4 separate regions of the Mus musculus genome follow, and all the other regions are linked to region 3. A link is a contact called in public HiCAR-type, HiChIP or PLAC-seq and promoter capture Hi-C data. All regions are on one chromosome and are shown on one strand. The core of a region is the stretch at or near the end of the contact, and the rest is flanking DNA. Distances in the headings are between cores, read along the strand shown. Region 1 holds the start of 9630001P10Rik (RIKEN cDNA 9630001P10 gene). Region 2 overlaps D5Ertd615e (DNA segment, Chr 5, ERATO Doi 615, expressed). Region 3 holds the start of Tapt1 (transmembrane anterior posterior transformation 1). Region 4 holds the start of Lcorl (ligand dependent nuclear receptor corepressor-like).

Region 1 (2,700 bases), core at 192-2,691, 1.4 Mb before region 3:
GATCACCAAAGATTTTTGTCCCACGGAGTTGTGGGATAAGCCTAAGGTTCTCTTGGTTGCTCCTCTGGGTGCTCTGTAATGCCTGGGAGGTAGACAGGGGTTCACAGTTGTGGTATCACTGTCCCCATTTCACACCCAACTGCCGTTTGTAATCACCTGATCAAATAGTTAATTTTTCCCACCTATAAAATGAGTATTGTTATTGGAGGGCGAGAAGTTTATAAAATAAAATATATTAGCCAGGCAAAATCATAATAATGACACTATTGCCACTTCAGAAAAATCTGACCAGGATTCTGTCTTGTTTCTCAAAGTCCATTGTTCAAAACCAAAAAAAAAAGCCAGAAACGATTTTGGTTCTCTACCTACCTGCTTTCCCAGTCTAAGGGGCAACAACTTCAAAACGCAACAAGGTTCAGCCTCGGGTCTGTCTGAGGTAATGGCACAGGTTAGATGAGCTCCTTTGCTTTAACTGGGTAGGCTTGACTTTCCAGACCCATCTGGTGCCCCTTGTAACTTCCTTTCCCACTACCACCCTTTCTAGCTCTTGCAGGACTTTTTTTCCTTGTCGCTACCTCTTTCCCTACTCTGAGACCGAAATCTGGCGATGCCCCGCCCCCAACCCACCCCCAAGTTTCGGTCACTAGTGACCTTTGAGTGGACGATGTGGGGAGATCTCTAGCATCACTGAGCAGGTCCTATCCAAGGTCAGGAAGGGGGGCTTCCAATTCAGTCCCACCGTGTAGTTCTGAGGTTCCAGCTCTATTCCCACTTTGAGCTCCAGATCTCAACCTCCTAGAATCGGAGTGGTTAGCTCCCTCATCCCCACTTCTGCCCTTCAGCATCCCGCCTCCTCTCTTCACCCTCGCTCTAAGCATCAGGGCTGCAGGAATAAGACCCGCTCTCTCATCTGTCCCATCTACTACTACAGGATTTTCTAATATTTTCATTCTGATTTGCCGATCTGCTAGGGACTAAAGCCAGCATTTCTTCCTCTTGGCCTGAGCTATCCACCTCGGGCTGGATCGCTCACAGTGGAGTTGGAAGCTCCAAGCCACCCAGTTGGCCAAGGAGAGGGAAGGGAAAAAAAAAAAAAAAAAACCCTGCCCAGGGCACCGCCCCCACCTCCTGTCCCCCAACACCCCTCAGAAGCTGTCCTCTTGCAGGTATAGCCCGCACCCTCTCGGAAGCATCCGCAGATGGTAAACCTCACGTGCAAGGCGCCAGCGCTACGCTGCATGGTGCGGGTGCCCGTGAGCCAGCTAGCTCGCGAACGAGCACGAGCAGAGGAAGGTGGTGCGCGAGTGGGCCCGGGAAGGAGACACCTCCGGAAAGAGAGCCACGCGGCTGTGCTGGCAGGACTGCAGTGCCACCTCTCTGGAGAAAGCTCTCACGCCCGTGCTCGAACGCACGTGCACACGGCCAGCGGTGAGAGCGCGCGAGTCAGAGCATTTCAGTGCAGGGCTCCTTAAAGCGATGGCATCTGCCCTCAACAGCAAAATTCACCCGCCAGGAACCTGCGCGAGCTCCAAAGCCGACGCCCGCGGTGGCTCGGGCTGGAGAATGGACTGTGATCCGGAGATGCACGTGAAAATGTGCAAGAAGATCGCTCAGCTCACTAAGGTAAGGCGGGGTGCTGCGGGCAGACCAGCTGTGTGCCACAGGCACCCAGAGTAGGGGTGGGAGTGTAGAAGCACCCCAGGGGAGGACCGCACTGAATCCCCACAAACTTTGTCACAGAGACCAAAGGAAGCTGTTCTGTATCTGAGTGAAGTGACCTTCTGGAGACTGCATTTGGAAGCAGCAGACAGGATTCTTTGCCAAGGAAACTCCCGCAGCCTGCTTGCTTAGCAGGTGGGCTGTGCTTTCCCAAGGCTAGAGGGTGTGTGTGTGTGTGTGTGTGTGTGTGTGTGTGTGAGAGAGAGAGAGAGAGAGAGAGAGAGAGAGAGAGAGAGAGAGAGAGAGAGAGAGAGAGAGATCATGTTCCCTTGCCAGCCCTGTTCAAACCTTCAAACCATCATGCCTGGAATGTTGTGATTTTATTCTCTATATCTGGGGAGATCATGTGAGACCTATTTAAACACGATTCATTAATTCCTTCATTCAACAAATATTTGAATCATTTGTTGAGTGCTAGCAGTCTTTCGTGGCATCGTACTAAACCTGGAAGGAAGCCCAGGGGACTTACTGTCAAACTGACTACAGGCATGTGTTGGATCATAAATGGGAAAGGGTAGGATGCTGTGTATGCTTGTGGTAATGGAAAAGACCTTGGGAGGTCAGCCAGCCCATATCCCTACTTCATCTCAGGATCTTGGTTGAATATATCCAGTATGTATACTTGAGATGTTGCCAATGCAGGTTGTTAATCCCTGGCAATTTCCCGGTTAGGAACAACTCCGCACAGATTCCCTCCACATATCTGTAGAGATGTCTTTCCTGCAGGGTTTGAGTAGTTTAAATTGTTTACTTGGTATTTTCCATTTGGTCTCAAACTCCTAGCACAATGCCTACTAGTAAAGACTAGCTCCAGCGTTTGTCCCAGAGTATAATGAATGACATATTCTGATTTCTTTCCTAAACATCTTCCTCTTACTTTCCATACCTGCTTTTCTGAAGGATGGATGAGCATCCTTACCACACTGGAATCCAACATAGGGTGAAACAGAACAGCACTCGCTTTCTTCTCCTGACCTCCCA
Region 2 (2,700 bases), core at 81-2,580, 1.1 Mb before region 3:
CTTGTGGCAGCTTCTATCATTCATCACGGATGCACCAGCCTTGAACAAGGTGAATCTCTCTAAATATCTGAGCATCAAGGTGCCATGGAGCTACTTGCTGGCTTCCTCACTCAGGCTCCTGTTTAGCTAGCTTTCTAATACAAGTCAAGAACAGCTGCCTAGTACCATGTGCATAGTACCATGCACAGTGGGCTGGGGGCCTTCATACATCAATTAACTATCAAGGCAATTTCCCACAGTTACACTAACAGGCTATTCTGATCTAGGCAATGCCTCAATTACCTCTAGGTTGTGTCAAATTGACAGTTGAAGCTAACTGGGATACCCTGCCTGTCAAGTAGGAAGAAGGAAAGTAGTATTCTCAAATAATGAGGGAATGTGACCTTTTTTTACCCAGTTAATCCATTTAATGCTAAGAAATCAAGAAAAGGCAGTAGTGTCTGAACTGTGTGAGTCAGGACAATTATTAGTTACTTTTGTGCATCTGAAACCAAAATATCTGAGAGAACAATAGGAAGACGTTTTACTTTGGCTCATGATTTCAGAGTGTGCCTTCTATGGTCACATGTGTGCCATGCATTTGGGCGGGATATCCTGGCAGTGAGAGCATGAGGCTTCACTGACCTACTAACCTCCTCTTCATGGTGATATTTCTCTTACTTCAGTTCAAAAATGTCTGGTCTCAACACATGGACCATTTTCACCTTGCCTTTTCCACTGAAACCATCCAAATTCTGTTTTATTTTTCATGAATTATCATAAAAGCCCCAGCTTTTATTGTACAACATTTTTCAATCGTATCTATTGTGATGGCATCCTGAGCCTAGTTGCTGTGTACCATGTTTCTGGGTTTGATTCATTGTTATATTTTGACTTTTTGTAATTCTGAGTAAGTTAGCAAGGAGCGTCTTTGTAAATTACTACCCACCCTGTTAGATTATTTCAGCTAGGCGAATTGGTCATAGTAGAATCCAGGATTTAGATGGAATAATCTTTGTTACAGAGTTTGAAACATGGTATATGCATCCTTTTAAAACAAGGGATGCAACAATTTCCATGAACTCTACTATGTTGGCCTCCAAGAACAGGGGGGCATTCTGGCTCCAGAGAGCATGCCTCTGGTAAGCATCCGAATAGCATGCCTTGTAAGTCAGACTGACTTCGTGTTTCTGTTGCTCCTGTTCCCTCCTAGTCTCCTGCAGTAACTTCAGTATCTTCAGTGAGAAAATTCCACATGGTCTCCATGGTGCTTGGGCAGACAGCAAAGGTTGCTCTGTCTGAGCCTGGGAAAGCGCTTGCCAGTGTGGGCAGTGTCCTGCTGGGGAAGGGGGGAGGGCAGAGGGGCAGCTGACTGATGAAAGAGCATAGAGACTTGTCGCTGAAAGGTGACACACGGGGTAGGGGATTGGTGTTTCTATTTTGTTTTTCAGCCAAGTCAAAGGGTCTGGTTTTGTTTTAGGGAAAATGGGATCTCCTGGGAGCAGACTGAATGAGACAGTACCTCCCCCAACCCAGCACTCGTGTATGTTCATTGTACGTAGTGACAGGTTTATTAAGATAATTTATTTCAAGTTAAATTTATTTCAACTTTGACTACATTCATTCTCCAGGTCCTCCCCTTTCTTCTCTCCCTCCCTTGGTCATTCTCGCTAATTTATTTCTTTCCCCTAGTCTCTCATCTGCTTTCATGGTGTGTGTGTGTGTGTGTGTGTGTGTGTGTGTGTGTGTGTGTGTATGTCTGTCTCTGTGTATGTCCGTGTGTATGTGAGTGTATGTGTATATGTTTGTCTGCCTCGGTGTGTGCATGCTTGTCTGTGTGTATGTGTGTGAGTATGTGTATGTGTATGAGTGTGAGTGTGTGTGCGTGTTTGTTTGCCTCTACATGCATTCTATGATCCATAAATGAGAAACAACATAATATTTGTCATTCTGAGTTTGGCTTATTTTGCTCAATATGGTGGTCTCCAGTTGTATCCCCTTTCCAGCAGGTAACAAAATTTCATTTTTTAAATGACTGAATAAGGAATATTGTATTTCTCTATCCACTCATCTGTTGATGGATACCCAGGATGCTTCCATAACTTGGCTGCTGTGAATAGCGCTGCAGTAAATGTGGAGGCCCAGAGATCTCTGTGGTGTGTTCAAAGTCCTTTGGATGTATACCTAGGGCTGGTATAGGGATTTTCAAATTTTTCTTCCTTCTCTTGAGACTTTTGGAAGCTATGGTGTTATTTGAGCTAAGAATCAACTGCATCTAATTGGAAGCTCTTCTAGTTGTGGCAAAAAAAAAATGGCAACAGACACAATTAACTTTAGTCTAGAGTGCCATGTTTAAAATTTATAGAGACCCCAGGGCTCTCCTTAAGTGGTTTGGGGACAAAGTTTGAATGATTCATTTCTGCTTCTCTCCTGAAGAGGGTCCTGAGCTAAGAAGCACATTTTGAGGTACCTGAGAGATACAGGTCAGTAGGTAACAGCACAAACTGTGCTTGTAGAAGGCCAGAGTTGGATTCCCAGTTCCCATGCCAGGTGGTCTGTAATTCCATCTCAGGGGATCTGAAGCCTTCCTTGGCACTGCACTCACCTCCCCCTCCTCAGTACACATGCATAAATATTTTTAAAATAAAAGAACCAGACTATGGTTTGAACAATAGCAATTTGGCAATGCTGACTACCAAACCTAAATGAAACAAACCCCAG
Region 3 (2,708 bases), core at 33-2,532:
TTTGATTTTCATGATGCTGGAGCTTTGTCAAGGGCACTGTTTTTAAGATCCAGTTTTACCAAATAAAACCAAACTGACTTTAAATAATATTCTCTGCAGTGTTTGGTTTTCCACAATGTAAAGTTTACATTGAATTGGGATTGGGATTTCTTGGACTTTGCAAGTTCCTCTTTAACCCTCCTATCCCTTCATCCCGCCCTACTGTCAAATGGCCTTGCTGCAGTACAGTACAGAAAAGTTGCGGAGTTTGCAATCGGGTATCTAGCTTTCCATCTCTAAGGCTCTCCTGGATGTTCTAGGCCTGCTCCATCGCTTCTCGGCTTAAGTGTAGGGCAGTTTAGAGAGTGAAGAGGTATTTGCTATGCTTCTACTCATTTAAAAAGTTGCCACAATGCAGGTTAATTCCGAAGTGGGCATGAAGGCAATCCAGGGGCCACCGCGTGCGTTACAGGAGCGCACAGCAAGAATGTAGGAATCCCAGGTGAAGGTCTTCCAAGGCTGAGGCGGATTCATTTGCACCCAGCGAGCATCCGTTGGTCTCAGCGCGGCTATCCGTGACTACCAGTGAGGGGGTAAGGGTCACAAGTCTCACGGCAAGCGGTGACAATCTGACAGAACCAGGCCGCCTTGGCTGCCACCCGCAGTCACATAACCCTATTCCCGAAAGGCAACCCAGAATGTCCCCGGCGCTTTAGGCGCATCGAGCACTTTGCCCGTCGGGCCGAGTCCCCCACCTGTTGGCACGCTCCCCCGAGCTAGGCTTTGGACACTGTCCACGGACAGGGAATGTGACAGACGATCATAAATATGCAGGAGAGATGCAGCCAAGACAGCAGAGCCACCGGGTCGGCGCCGGCGGGAGCCACAGAGCTGGAGCCCGGCCCCAGTCGCCGTGCAGCCAAGGCCAGGCGGGTCGCGCCGGCGCACTCCGGCCACCGCACGGGCACAAGGGGCTCCGGCCGCGCGGACAACCACGCCGAGCCCCGCTGCCGCCCACCGTCCCCCACCGCGCGACCCGGCGGCATGGAGCCCGGCGCGGCGCCCCGGTCCGCAGAGCCCGCCGCGCGCCACGGCGACGGCAGGAAGAAGATGGCGGCGGCCGTGGCGGCGGCCACCGCGGCCTCCCACGCGCCGCTGACGCCAATGGCGCGCGCCGGCCGGCGGGCTACGGATGGCGGCTGCCCGGGCGAGGGGCGGGGCGAGGCGGCGAGGGGGCCGGCGGGAGGCGGAGGCCGGGCGGGCGGCTGGAGGGAGGTGGCGGGGACAGTGTGTGGCTCTCGGAACATGGCGGGCGTCTGCGACGCGGCCGCCCCGGGAGAAGGCGGCGGTGGCGGCGCGGACGGCCCCGAGCGGACCGGCCGCGGCGAGGCGGAGCAGCCGGGTGGTGGCGGCCATGGGCCCGCGCCCCAACACACCGAGACGCTGGGCTTCTACGAGAGCGACCGGCGGCGGGAGAAGCGCCGCGGCCGCGCAGGTGAGGCGAGCGAGCGAGCGGGCGGGCGGGCGGCACTAGGCCGCGGCGGGCTACCGAGGGGCCGACCGGGCTGTGGTGGCGGGGACGCCAGCGCCTTCCCTCTGCGCGCGGAGCGGCCGCGGCTCCGGTGGCTCCCATGTCCCCACGGCCGGTGACAGCTACCCCGGCGGCTAGTGCGCGCGGCCCGACGTTCCCGCAGCCATCCCCGAGCCAGGTGCGCCCGGGAGATCGTCGGTCCCCGGTCCCCGAGAGTTCGCGACCGGCCTCAACAGTGACAGGCATCTCCCACATCCGAAGGAGGTCAAAAATGGGAAACGCAGGGCTTTCTAGGCGATGTCAATGCCGAGGTGACTCTTCCCCCTATGGTTTTATGCGAAGTTGAGTCTCGGAAACCTGTTAACTTGCCCGCCGAATCCATTTTTCGTAGACTCAGCTGACAGTGTGGTCGTGACCGTGAAGTTCAGCAGTTTTCTCTCAAACAGAAATGTGCGGCACCCCTTAAAATGTTACATGTGGAGTTTTCCTAAACTAAAACTTAAGCCAGAAGAAACAGTTTGTCACACAAGAAAATACGTACCACTTTTAAGCCCTACTGTCCATAAGCTCTGAAGCATACTGTTAAAATATTACAATCCCCTGTGTTCAAGGATCTTATTAAGAACTTTTAACAGCTTTGGTATTTACACTGAAGCGTTCTATTAAGCCCGGAAGCAAAAGGGAAAGTTTTGGCTTGGCCGTTTCATTGGGTATAATAGTGATTGCATTTTAATTCTTGCATCGTAGATCCAAGATCTTGGACAGCAACTTGATGACATTTCTTCCAACTTATTCTGAGCTAATGCAGTGGAATAAGGTCCTGCAGCTTATATAAATACTCGTTCAAGTTATAAGGTTGACTCCATTCACTATGGGTATTGAAATTATAGGAGTCCTAAAAGTCTGTAAGACTGGTGGATAGATCCTGATAGACTTGCTAATTCTCAGAATTGGACATAGAGTTTTGCATCAGTCTCCATATCTTTGAAAACTCAGGCACCAGCTGTGTGCCTTGTTTGTTTGGTTTTTTTTTTCCCCCTTTATTTTCTATTTGGTTTAGTTGTCAGTTAAACACTTGCTTGCAGGAATGTTTGCTTTCTAAATTGGCAATACCTAAGTAAACCAAAGTCTTCAATCTCTCAGCCGCTTGTTCACTTAGACTTGACTAGGGCAAGCAAATAGATGCGACCAGGTTTCA
Region 4 (2,700 bases), core at 179-2,678, 1.6 Mb before region 3:
GCTTTCAGATGGAAACAACTATTCCATCTTCCCACTCTAAACTATGGAGATAAGCCACTCCTATTTTAAATTTCAGTTTCTGAACCGCCATCTAGACTATCTCTACTCTACACATCACCTTATTCTAGCCTCCCAAATGATAAGATTGCAAACATATATTCATAAACACATGGCTTCAAACTTCACATTCGAAAATTTCTGATGAAGATGTAATGCTACATTTTTACTTCTGATGCAACAAACGCTGAGCAATAAACTACTCTAAGAAGAAAAAAGAATGATAGATAAGACTATACCACAAGATAGGGCAATACAGAATTGAGAATTTGAGTTCCTAAGAATTAAAATATTTTTTTCCGCAAAGGTGAGTATAAATGCCCAGTAATGTACAGCACTTCTCTGTAAACTCTGGATGGCTTACAAGCTCTTGGTCCCCTGTGACAATACTGACATAAGTGTAGAAATGGCTCTGGTGCAAAAGTTTTTTTTTTTTTTTTAAGTAATTTTAAGTATATACTTAATCAAAAGATTCTCCTCTCCCCAAGGAAGTTTTCTCTAGCACAGAGCAGGATCCATCTATAACAATTACAAAGTGTTAAATCCCATGCAAGGTTAGTTCCCCCGATTTTTGTAACTAATCTCGCTTTTCAAGATCTCTTCGCTTCACAAAACTGATGTCCTCGCACATCTTTTCTGGATGCAGTAGGATGATTGGCAAGCGCTTTCGCTGAAAGTGAAGATAGATGACATTGACCCTGAAAAGTTTCCAGCACTTAAGGAGCTGCCTAGCCCAGCACCGCCAACTCTTGAGGCTTCCACCGTACTCCCCTCTTGGAACTCGAGGAAGCAAGCATTTGGGCGGAGGGAGTTAGAGGCTAAACCCACTGGGGGCAAAACATTAGAAGTCTGGGGCCGAGCTGCTATCTGGAAAAGTGCGAACTGGCTAGGCTAGGAGAGCGCTCAACGCGAGAGGACTACAAAGCCCAGAGGGCACAGCGTCGCTCTCTTGCGCTCCTCTACGGGACCTGCACGCAATGGAGGCTGGGAAATGAAGTCTTCGGACTTCCAGCGCTCCGCGCGAGGGCAGAAGGGAGGCGTTGCTGGTCCGCTCCTTCAGCACGCGGGTTCCTGGCTGGCCTCCGGGTTTCTCGCTCCCGCTCAGGGTTTTCGTGGACGGCGGGAGCAGTATGGCTTGCCTGAGTAAACTCTGGGGGGAGGAGGGGAAGGGAGTGGGTAAGGAGGCGGGGTCAGCGGAAGCGGCAGGTTGCTTCCTTCTCTCCGCGCTCCCTCCCCGCCTCTCCCCGAGGGAGCGGTGGGAGGGGGAGGGGAGGGCAGGAGGAAGGTAGTGACACGTGTCAATCAACCCCCCTCCGGGGGGCGCGCGCTCCGGGGCTCGCGCCGAGGGCTCGCGCCCCTGCCTCGTGCCTGCGCCGCTCGTATGTAAATGAGGGCGCGTGACGCGGGACGCAGATGGACAAGGGAAGAGAGAGAATGGCCGCTGCCGCCGCTGCTGCCGCCGCCGCCGCTGCCGCTCAGTGCCGGAGCCCTCGGTGCGCGGCGGAGAGGAGAGGATTCCGGCGGGAACTCGACTCTTGGCGCCACCGCCTCATGCACTGTGTAGGTAAGAGAGACACGGGCCGGGCCGGGCTCGGCGCCACGGTGCGGCTGCCGGAGGAGTTTGTGGCTGAGGGGTGTAGTTGGAGCTCCGGTTCGGGTCAGTTCAATGGGGAGCGATGGGAGCGGCGGCGGCGGCGGCGCGGCGGCCCCGGCGGCGCCTTTTGTCTCGGGGCTCCCTGCCCGGCGCGGTCCGCGCCCCGCCGCCCGCCTGCCCGGCTCCGAGCTCCCGGGGAACTGTTAGTTCGGACCCACTCTCCGAGCACCCCGCGGAAGCAGCCCGCCCGCTCGTGCTGCCCCGAAACTCCTCGGCGCCCGTCGCCACCCGCCGGTGCCCCTGTCACCGCGGCTCTCCACCGGGGCGGAGGGGACCCTGGAGCGGCGAGCCGGTCCGCGCCCCCGGCCGGGCGCTCACACACCCCCTTCTTGCGGCCCTGGGGCTGGCGGCGAAGACGCTGCCTAGTTCCTGGGACGCGGGACCAGGGGTTGCGGGGCGCTCGCGGGGCGGGGGGCGGGGGGCGGGAGAGGGTCGAGGGGCGATGGGGGCGGCGCCTGAGGGGCGGGGGGCGGCCGCCTCTGCCCTCTTGCGAGTGGCCTCGGATCTGTGTGTACCCCTTTAAGAAGGAGCCGCTCGAGCTGACGGTTGGGATTTGAAGTTCTTCCTCCCTCTTTGGAAGTCTGGACGGATGGGGGGTGTTGCTATGGCGACGGCACCCTCCCCACGCCCCCCCCCCCTTTCCTTGAGGACGCCCCGACGACTCCGGTCCTCTTTTCGCTGTCATGTGATGGACTCGCGTAGCCCTCCCCGCCTCCCATTCCTGTTCAAATGCAGTTCAGTTTTCCGTTTCGGTGGGGTCTGATCGGTTTTGCTTCAAACTTGCGCGCTCCCGGCTGTCATTCAGTGGGCTGCTCCGGGTAGCGGGAAGTACTGGGACTCCCTTACCTTGTTGCGGTCGCTGCTTTTCCTCACTCAGAGTGCGACGTGTGCCCACAGCTGTTACCCAGCAGGTTGGTTCAGTGCAACAGAGGGGCTGCGAGCGGAGGGTGTGCTTCGGCAGGGGTTACGGGGTAGCTTTTGAGGGGAGG

Evidence for each region. Promoter capture Hi-C pulls out the DNA fragments that hold promoters and counts their contacts. HiCAR-type assays count read pairs that join an accessible place to other places. HiChIP or PLAC-seq counts read pairs in DNA pulled down with a chosen protein or histone mark.
Region 1: a HiCAR-type map of astrocytes shows a contact between it and region 3, with 5 times the contacts expected there. The contact joins the promoter of 9630001P10Rik here to the promoter of Tapt1 in region 3. A contact is called at or near these places in 1 of 39 promoter capture datasets (hippocampal neurons), 2 of 115 datasets of contacts at active chromatin or transcription factors (astrocytes and stem cell-derived neural progenitor cells) and 2 of 9 other capture datasets (adipose tissue and liver).
Region 2: a contact with region 3 is called in an H3K4me3 HiChIP or PLAC-seq map of stem cell-derived neural progenitor cells, with 7 times the contacts expected there. The contact joins the enhancer-like site here to the promoter of Tapt1 in region 3. A contact is called at or near these places in 6 of 39 promoter capture datasets (the 3T3-L1 cell line, cranial neural crest, frontonasal cranial neural crest and 3 more), 1 of 484 Hi-C or Micro-C datasets (LSK cells), 12 of 115 datasets of contacts at active chromatin or transcription factors (T-cell acute lymphoblastic leukemia, acute myeloid leukemia, astrocytes and 8 more) and 1 of 9 other capture datasets (adipose tissue).
Region 4: a promoter capture Hi-C map of erythroid cells shows a contact between it and region 3, with 10 times the contacts expected there. The contact joins the promoter of Lcorl here to the promoter of Tapt1 in region 3. A contact is called at or near these places in 1 of 39 promoter capture datasets (erythroid cells), 2 of 484 Hi-C or Micro-C datasets (embryonic stem cells and muscle stem cells), 4 of 115 datasets of contacts at active chromatin or transcription factors (astrocytes, large pre-B cells, pancreatic cancer cells and 1 more) and 2 of 9 other capture datasets (adipose tissue and liver).

Annotation. Positions count from the first base shown.
Region 1 is chr5:45,638,016-45,640,715 of GRCm38.p6, reverse strand. 9630001P10Rik (RIKEN cDNA 9630001P10 gene) reads right to left here and starts at 1,441. Exons shown (of 4, transcript NR_102378.1): 1 at 1,180-1,441; 2 at 370-427. It overlaps Fam184b (family with sequence similarity 184, member B), which reads left to right and starts at 1,215. Exons shown (of 16, transcript NM_021416.3): 1 at 1,215-1,623. The coding sequence starts at 1,477.
Region 2 is chr5:45,281,436-45,284,135 of GRCm38.p6, reverse strand. The region is part of intron 4 of D5Ertd615e (DNA segment, Chr 5, ERATO Doi 615, expressed); the gene reads left to right. Among named protein-coding and RNA genes, the nearest start is that of Gm46912, 120 kb to the right of the region's middle. Within about 2 kb of position 1,330, at least 32 of the 459 cell types and tissues checked have an H3K27ac peak or open chromatin away from gene starts, as enhancers often do. A contact at or near this core is called in neural tube and stem cell-derived neural progenitor cells, where this site is marked.
Region 3 is chr5:44,225,180-44,227,887 of GRCm38.p6, reverse strand. It overlaps Tapt1 (transmembrane anterior posterior transformation 1), which reads left to right and starts at 1,282. Exons shown (of 14, transcript NM_173764.3): 1 at 1,282-1,474. The coding sequence starts at 1,285.
Region 4 is chr5:45,856,268-45,858,967 of GRCm38.p6, reverse strand. It overlaps Lcorl (ligand dependent nuclear receptor corepressor-like), which reads left to right and starts at 1,428. Exons shown (of 7, transcript NM_001163073.1): 1 at 1,428-1,621. The coding sequence starts at 1,471.